Linked DNA regions of Oryzias latipes: region 2 is linked to region 1. A link is a contact called in public Hi-C data. All regions are on one chromosome and are shown on one strand. The core of a region is the stretch at or near the end of the contact, and the rest is flanking DNA. Distances in the headings are between cores, read along the strand shown.

Region 1 (3,320 bases), core at 550-3,049:
TCCTGGTTCCCCTCAGAGTCAGAGACAGCACAGACCTCTCTCTGCTTGTATGAACATGAGATCATTGTTTCTGTCTGTCCACCAGGTGGCGCACATCGCCAGCCGGTAGCGGGATCTTGACTGTTTCAATAGACAACCCTACAGCCAGAACTCAGCCGGAGTAAGTGTCCGCATCAGCCCCCTGGGGGGCTTCGATGATGCACTTCAGCTCTCTGTGACTCATAAAAATGGCTCCTCCTCCCTGCAGGCCCCCCACCGCGTGGACCCTGCATCCTCCTGCTGCCTCCGCAGCTCCGGTGAAGCCGGAAGCGGTCGAGAAGAAAGTCCCTAAGGGAGTCCCCCTGCAGTTTGACATCAACAGCGTGGGGAAGCCGGTGAGGGCGCCACAATCCGAAACCACTCGATGAAATTTCACTCGCCGGGGTTTTTGGCGTGCTTACCTCTGACTCCACTCTCTGCAGCAAACGTCCATGACGCTGAACGAGCGCTTTCGCATCCTGAAAGACCAGCGCACCGCCTCAGCACAGACCAGCAAAGGCAGCAGATTTGTCACCGTGGGTTAGGTTGTCCTGGAAAACCTATTGAACTCTGGATTTCAACCCTGCCAATCCCAGCGGGTGGGTGGGAAACCCCCCCCCCCCCCCCCCCCCCCCCCCCCCACACACACACACACACCACCACCACCTTACTGATGAAGGAGACTCATCTGTGGGACGAGCAAGCAGGACCTGCACAACACTTCAGCTGAGGGGACTAAAGTGTAGACATTTTGGGAGCTTAGAGCCCCCCGCCCATCGTCTGTGCCGTCATACTAAGCCCTTTGTACACCAGGAGTTTTTCTATTCAGACTGTTAACGCCATGAAGCTTTCGTTTTCAGAGGGAATCGCTATGTATTTGCTAAAATGGTGTGTATTCTGTATTTTTTTTTTTTTAAACATTTCAAAGTTTTGTAATTTCAAATAAAGTTTCCTCAAATCTGATATATTTGTGTGGCCCAAAAATGTTTTTTAATAGTGGGTGTAACGATTCGTTTCAACAGTTAAATTCATATAATAATTTCTAGTTGACGATACGATTCATAGTCGATATCGGTTCATTCAGAACGATTCGAATCACTGACCTATCATCAACCCGGGACATCTTCAGCCAAAACCTTAATCAGTGTGACTCAGTGATAAATACCTGGTACTGAACAGTACAGGTGAAGTTTTCCAGATTCCTTGGATTTCTTGCAAAAGAACCAAGTTTAAAGTAAATATGTGTACAAAAAAAACCAAAAAATAATGGCAAATTCATTTACATTTTATTTTCATAAAGTTCAGCCCACTGTTGTTTTTCCAATTTAAAATAATCCAAACGGAACATTAGAACATTCTGCCACACTGTATGGTTTTTTTTTCCTGACATCACATCTGCTGTGATGTCACTGGTGGTTTTTAAGTTAACAGTAGAATAAACCCACTGTGCTTTAATCCAAATGGTATTTCCCCAATATCAATTTATTTCAATTTATCATAGTAAAATAAAATACTTGCCTCAATCGATCTTGTTGGATCATGAGAATGAAAATAGATTAATCGGTTAAAAATTACACTCATAGTTCTTAAAGAAATCAGATGTTTGTTTTTGCAGGAAAGATAGCTGATCTTCCTCATTTTCTGCAGTTCTTCTCCAAATGCAGAAAAAATCCATGAGGATTTAAAGTTCACACTGCTCAGTGGCAGAAAACAGAAGCTACAATTGGCTTTTTAACCCTTGTGCTATCTTAGACGACCCCACCCCATTGACGTGTTATTCCACCATCTATTCCACTGGCGGCGCTGTTGTTACAGCAGGTACTGGTATGTATGCTAGCGGTTGACATGTGGAGCATGTGATTAACTCTTGTGCTATCCTAGGCACTTTAACATTGGGAGTTGGGTCATCTAGACCCACTAGACAGTGCTCTGAACCTTTTTTCTTCAATGATTTGTGATCTTCACTGGTTTCCATGGATTACATGAAATCTTTCCACCTTTATCCACCTTTGTCATAATAGGGAGAACACGTCAATGTAAGGGTGGGGGTCATCTAAGATAACACAAGGGTTACATGTGATAAAAATGTAATATATATAAAAGAGAAAAAAAAACACATTTTAAAGAAAAAATTGACAGCATGCAGGTATATTGTGTCCTCTGGGGGCTAATAAAATCCTAATAAGTCAGAAAAACAGGAGCCAAATCCTCTTGAATCTGAATATTGCTTTTATTTAAATACATTAAAATTTGCAAAGTAACAAAACTATTGGCATATGAAATTCAAACACCATTTAAATGAAAACATGGCTCACTTCGTTTTGCTGTGACTAGTGTCAGTAACACTAGGTTATTTTTCGACTTTCAGCTCCACTTCCCTAAACTTACACTGTTCACAGACTATCTTACAATAAGAGTGCTGAATAAAAATGAGGTAAGAAAGTGGTTTAAAGATTACAGAACATGCAGAACATGCGGAACAGCAACAAAATATTTCGTGAAAGGAGAAGAAACAAAAAAAAAAGTGTGCATTTAAAATAATTTTAACACAGTTTTTCATCTTTGGTTGACGTACATTTAATTATGTTGGATGATTTCACAGCTTTTGAAGACAAGAGAAAAAAAAATGCATGGAGGGGAGGCAACACTAATTCACTTTAAGAGAAGTCAGTTTTCTTCAACTGCCTTTAGCCGGTTTATTTTAACATCTGATGACAGCTGTAGCCCACCAAGGCTTTTAATACTTTATAATATACAAAAATGTACATTCAAATCAGGCTTGAGCTATGAATTGACAACTGCAGCATAATATTAGTGTTGAACATTTGTCAGAATGTTTTTGCCTACTATTTTTTTTTGTTGTTTTTTCACAAAGCTTTGAAGCCGATCAGTTTAAAACACTGTAAAAGAAAAAACAGGAAACATGAATGAGAGGGCTGCGTAAAAGAAAAGAAAAGAAAAAAAGTATCCAATTGTTCATGTATGAAAACAGCAGCCCTGCAATAAATAAATAAAAAAAAGAAGTGGAAGCTAAAAAAGACTGATGGGAAAAGAGTAACGGCAGCAGTGTGGCCCTCCGAAAAAACAGACTCCCGCGTTCTCGCTTTACAAATCCCCTTAACCCGCTCTTTACTTTACAAAAATATTTAGCTCTGAACAATCACTCGCACCCGCCCCCTTTCTCCACCAGCAGGCGTAGGTTCTGACCACGAGGCTGGCTCGGCTCTGGCCTCAACCCCACCTGCTGCTGCTGCGTCCTGCCTCCCCTTCCCGACATGCCCTCCGTAGCTCTTGATGATTGC
Region 2 (3,320 bases), core at 487-2,986, 35 kb after region 1:
TGTCCAGCAGATACAGGTCCTGCTCCAGCTACAACGGCATTTTCAACCTGACCCAATGTGGATCCCGTGACTGGAATGGAGCCCTGTCCAACAGAAAGTCTGGACACTTGGAGTGTTTGGCCAGAAGCAGGCCCCAAAGGTTGATAGTACTCAATCTGGTTCTGGACGAGCCCCGAAGACTGACCGGTCAGATGGTGGCCAACAGGAAGCGGCTGCTGCTGCTGCTGCTGGGGAGGGTACACAAGAGGCTGGGCTGATGGAGTCACGATGGGCGACTTTTGAATAGGGAGAACAGGCTGAGGCAGGCCGTTCTGACCAACAGGCAGTATGTTCTGAAGACCTCCTTCGACTGACTGAACCGGAGTAACGGCTGGCATCAAGCTGGCGGCACTATAGTTCGGATGCACGATCTGCTGTGGTAGTGTCTCCACTGGTTGCATGCGCGCGGACGAGTGGGAAACCTCTGCCATGGAGCCCAAGCTCAGACTCGAGTGTGTTGCAGGAGAAACAACTGAACCTCCCGTAAGCCCAAGCCCACTGTCTCTGTCTGCAGCCGGGTCCAGTGTTATGCTGCCGTGTCTCATACTATCTACAGTCCTTCCAGAATGGGAGCCTTCAGAGTCCTTCTCATAGAACTCAGTACATGTCCATCTGCCCCTGCGAAAGGGTTCTCCAGTACCATGATCAAGTTTAATGACCCTGAAACGAGAGGAGCAGCTCACTGTGGAGGTGGTGGAAGGGGGAGCGGTGCTGGTCACTGCAGCATGCTGTGATGTGGTGGCTGACACACCGGGTGTTTGAGGCTGCGGCGGCTGCTGCTGAGCACCCTGACTGGAGCCGGACACTCCCCCTTTGCGTGGCTCTCCACCTGGTGAAGAAGCCACAGCGCTGCCCGCCTCGACCTCCCCGACGTTATTCACGCCGTCCTCGGGCGAGCCTCTTTCGTCGGCGGGCTCTACCCGGAGCGCTTCGTATAGCTCAGACGAGACGTCCTCATTCCGCGTTTCGTCCGGGTCGTCCAGACTCTCGGTGTCGTCACCGGCACCGACAGCCGCCACTTGGGCCTGAGTCACACTAGTAATCTGAAAACAGCTCTTCTTCTTCGCCGGCATTTTCGACATAATGACAGCCTGGTTCCGAGTCGGTCAAAAGAAGACGAGCTGTGCTAGCATCAACAGCACGTTATCGTTGTGTTTTCTCGGTCTACTTAACTGTTATCAAAATGAATCTGCGTCATTCTCTTCCTGTTGGTCTCCTGTTGCGTTTCGCAGTTCTAGTTGTCCGGGACTCCAAGCACTGAGGGGCTGCGGGAGCAGTCCACGCCGGCCTGCTGGTATCCTGGTTGTCCGGTGGTCGTCGGGCTGTTGCGGCGGGGTGTGCTCCCCAGCAGCTGGGGGCTGCTTTGGGCTGAGGAGGGCCCGGAGCCCTTCACTCAACAAGCGAGCTAACGCTTCACACCAACTGGCTGCCGTACACTCCCCCTACGTCGGTACAAGTATGCGAGACATCTTCCAGAACGCGGTCTTGCGTAGCCTCTCTCCACCCGTTCTGTGTCGTTTGCGGCCAAGCGCTCCTCATACAATATCAGCGGCAAAGAAAAAAATAAACCCTCTTCCAAAATTTAGGCTTGAAAAAAATAATAATCTTCTGGGAGCCTGCAGTCGTCTCGTTCACCCAAGAGAACTCTTGACAAGATGGCTATGTTGTCTTCAGCCGCCGCGCTGCATCGTGGGTAGATGATGCGCGCTCTATTCTTTACGTAGAAGCTGTTTGTGAATTCCAAAGGCTGGTGACGCTTTCAGGGAACCTCGGAAAAAATGAGAATTCAGAAAACACTAGTATTCCCACTAGCATAACCATGCGTTTATCAGTGCAAATCTCCATTTCAATTTTCAGGGGGGAAAAATACTTTTGAGCTCAAATTTCTTAATCCAAAATATAAAATTGACCAGTAAAAGGCGCGCTTTTATCTATAACTCATGTAATCAATTTTCAAGTATTTTAAGGTAATTGCTGCACCCCAGTTTTATATACGGTAGAATATTGATATCTATAAAATGAAGAAATCACTAGTTTAAAGATTACCGATATTTAATAAAGTTTCAAATGCAATTAGTTTATACAAAGAATTAGTTTAAAATTACAGACCAACCAAGGCTTCTCTTAAGGATGTGGCATCTGACTCAAAACTGTACGACTGGATAGTTCCAATATTGGATGATGAGGGGCCTTCATATTTAAGTTAGCAGGAGAGCTTGTAAACAGAGAGATAATGGAAAATGGGGGAAGACGTACTCCTCGCTAACAGTCCCACACGGAGGTGAATTTCTAATGAGTTTCTGCCTCTCTGAAGAAACTATATCCCAGAAACAGGTTTTTAAGTTTGGTTGTAAAAAGTCATATTGTTATCAAAAGATCCCCTTGAATGCTTTTACAATGATCAAAAGATGACTGGAGTGGAAAAAATTGAAAGTTTTTTGTTGCTTTTCTTTTTACATTGGGATAGATACACTTTCTTCACAAATTGGTTCAACTCTTTAATTTTGGGTCATGGTTTTGTTTCGGTTTGATATATGACTTTTGAATTACAGAACAACAAAATAAAACAAAAAATCAGAAAAAATATTTTTTATTTTGCTAATGGGATGTAAAAACTAAGAAAAACATTTTAGTAGGTTTGTACTAAGCCTGGTTTAATGTAATAAAACAATAAATCCTCTTTAAATTTAGCCCAATACACATTTGACACTTTAAATGTAAATATTCAGAAAGGATGCAACAATTCACTTTCCTCTTGATTTGGGTCACAGTTTGGTTTTAATTGTGGAATTATTCTTTAATTTCTGAACTTTAAGCATAAAGTACTGACATTTTGTCCTTTTTCTTATTCCAGCAAGTATTAAAATATAGACTGAAATGTTTATGCTATGGTATTAGTAAGAAAAGGAAGTATCTACTTCCTTCACTGCTTGTGCTGACACAGAAGTATGATTACTCATGAACTGAACTCTGGTGTGTATTTTTCCGCTTTTCTGCATGAGTTAATGTCATTAAAACATGTTTGGATTCATTGTCTTTGTCTGCAAATTCACATGGCATTTGCTAGTTGCCTCACTCTTTTAAATCTTGTGACACAGAACAAACCAAATCTTTGATCAGGCACATGACATAGGATGCAAAGATAATGTTTCTCCTGAAAAAGTTTCAGTCGTTCTCAACCCTTAAATTCGTCCGAAGGTTTGATGCATGGTTATTTCATGTAACATTATTTTCCAACATACCAAAGCTAAACTAAAGCAGCGCAAACCAGATGAATGTCA

Evidence for each region. A called contact is a pair of places that touch in the nucleus more often than the background predicts.
Region 2: a contact with region 1 is called in a Hi-C map of gastrula embryo, with 1.9 times the contacts expected there. The contact joins the promoter of tsc22d2 here to the enhancer-like site in region 1. A contact is called at or near these places in 4 of 5 Hi-C or Micro-C datasets (embryo and gastrula embryo).

Annotation. Positions count from the first base shown.
Region 1 is chr17:14,708,427-14,711,746 of ASM223467v1, forward strand. It overlaps fyttd1 (UAP56-interacting factor), which reads left to right. Exons shown (of 9, transcript XM_020710868.2): 7 at 86-160; 8 at 248-374; 9 at 462-981. The coding sequence ends at 563. Among protein-coding and RNA genes, the nearest start is that of fyttd1, 6.4 kb to the left of the region's middle. Within about 2 kb of position 1,800, at least 1 of the 8 cell types and tissues checked has an H3K27ac peak or open chromatin away from gene starts, as enhancers often do. A contact at or near this core is called in gastrula embryo, where this site is marked.
Region 2 is chr17:14,743,960-14,747,279 of ASM223467v1, forward strand. It overlaps tsc22d2 (TSC22 domain family protein 2), which reads right to left and starts at 1,737. Exons shown (of 4, transcript XM_011486402.3): 1 at 1-1,737. The coding sequence starts at 1,121.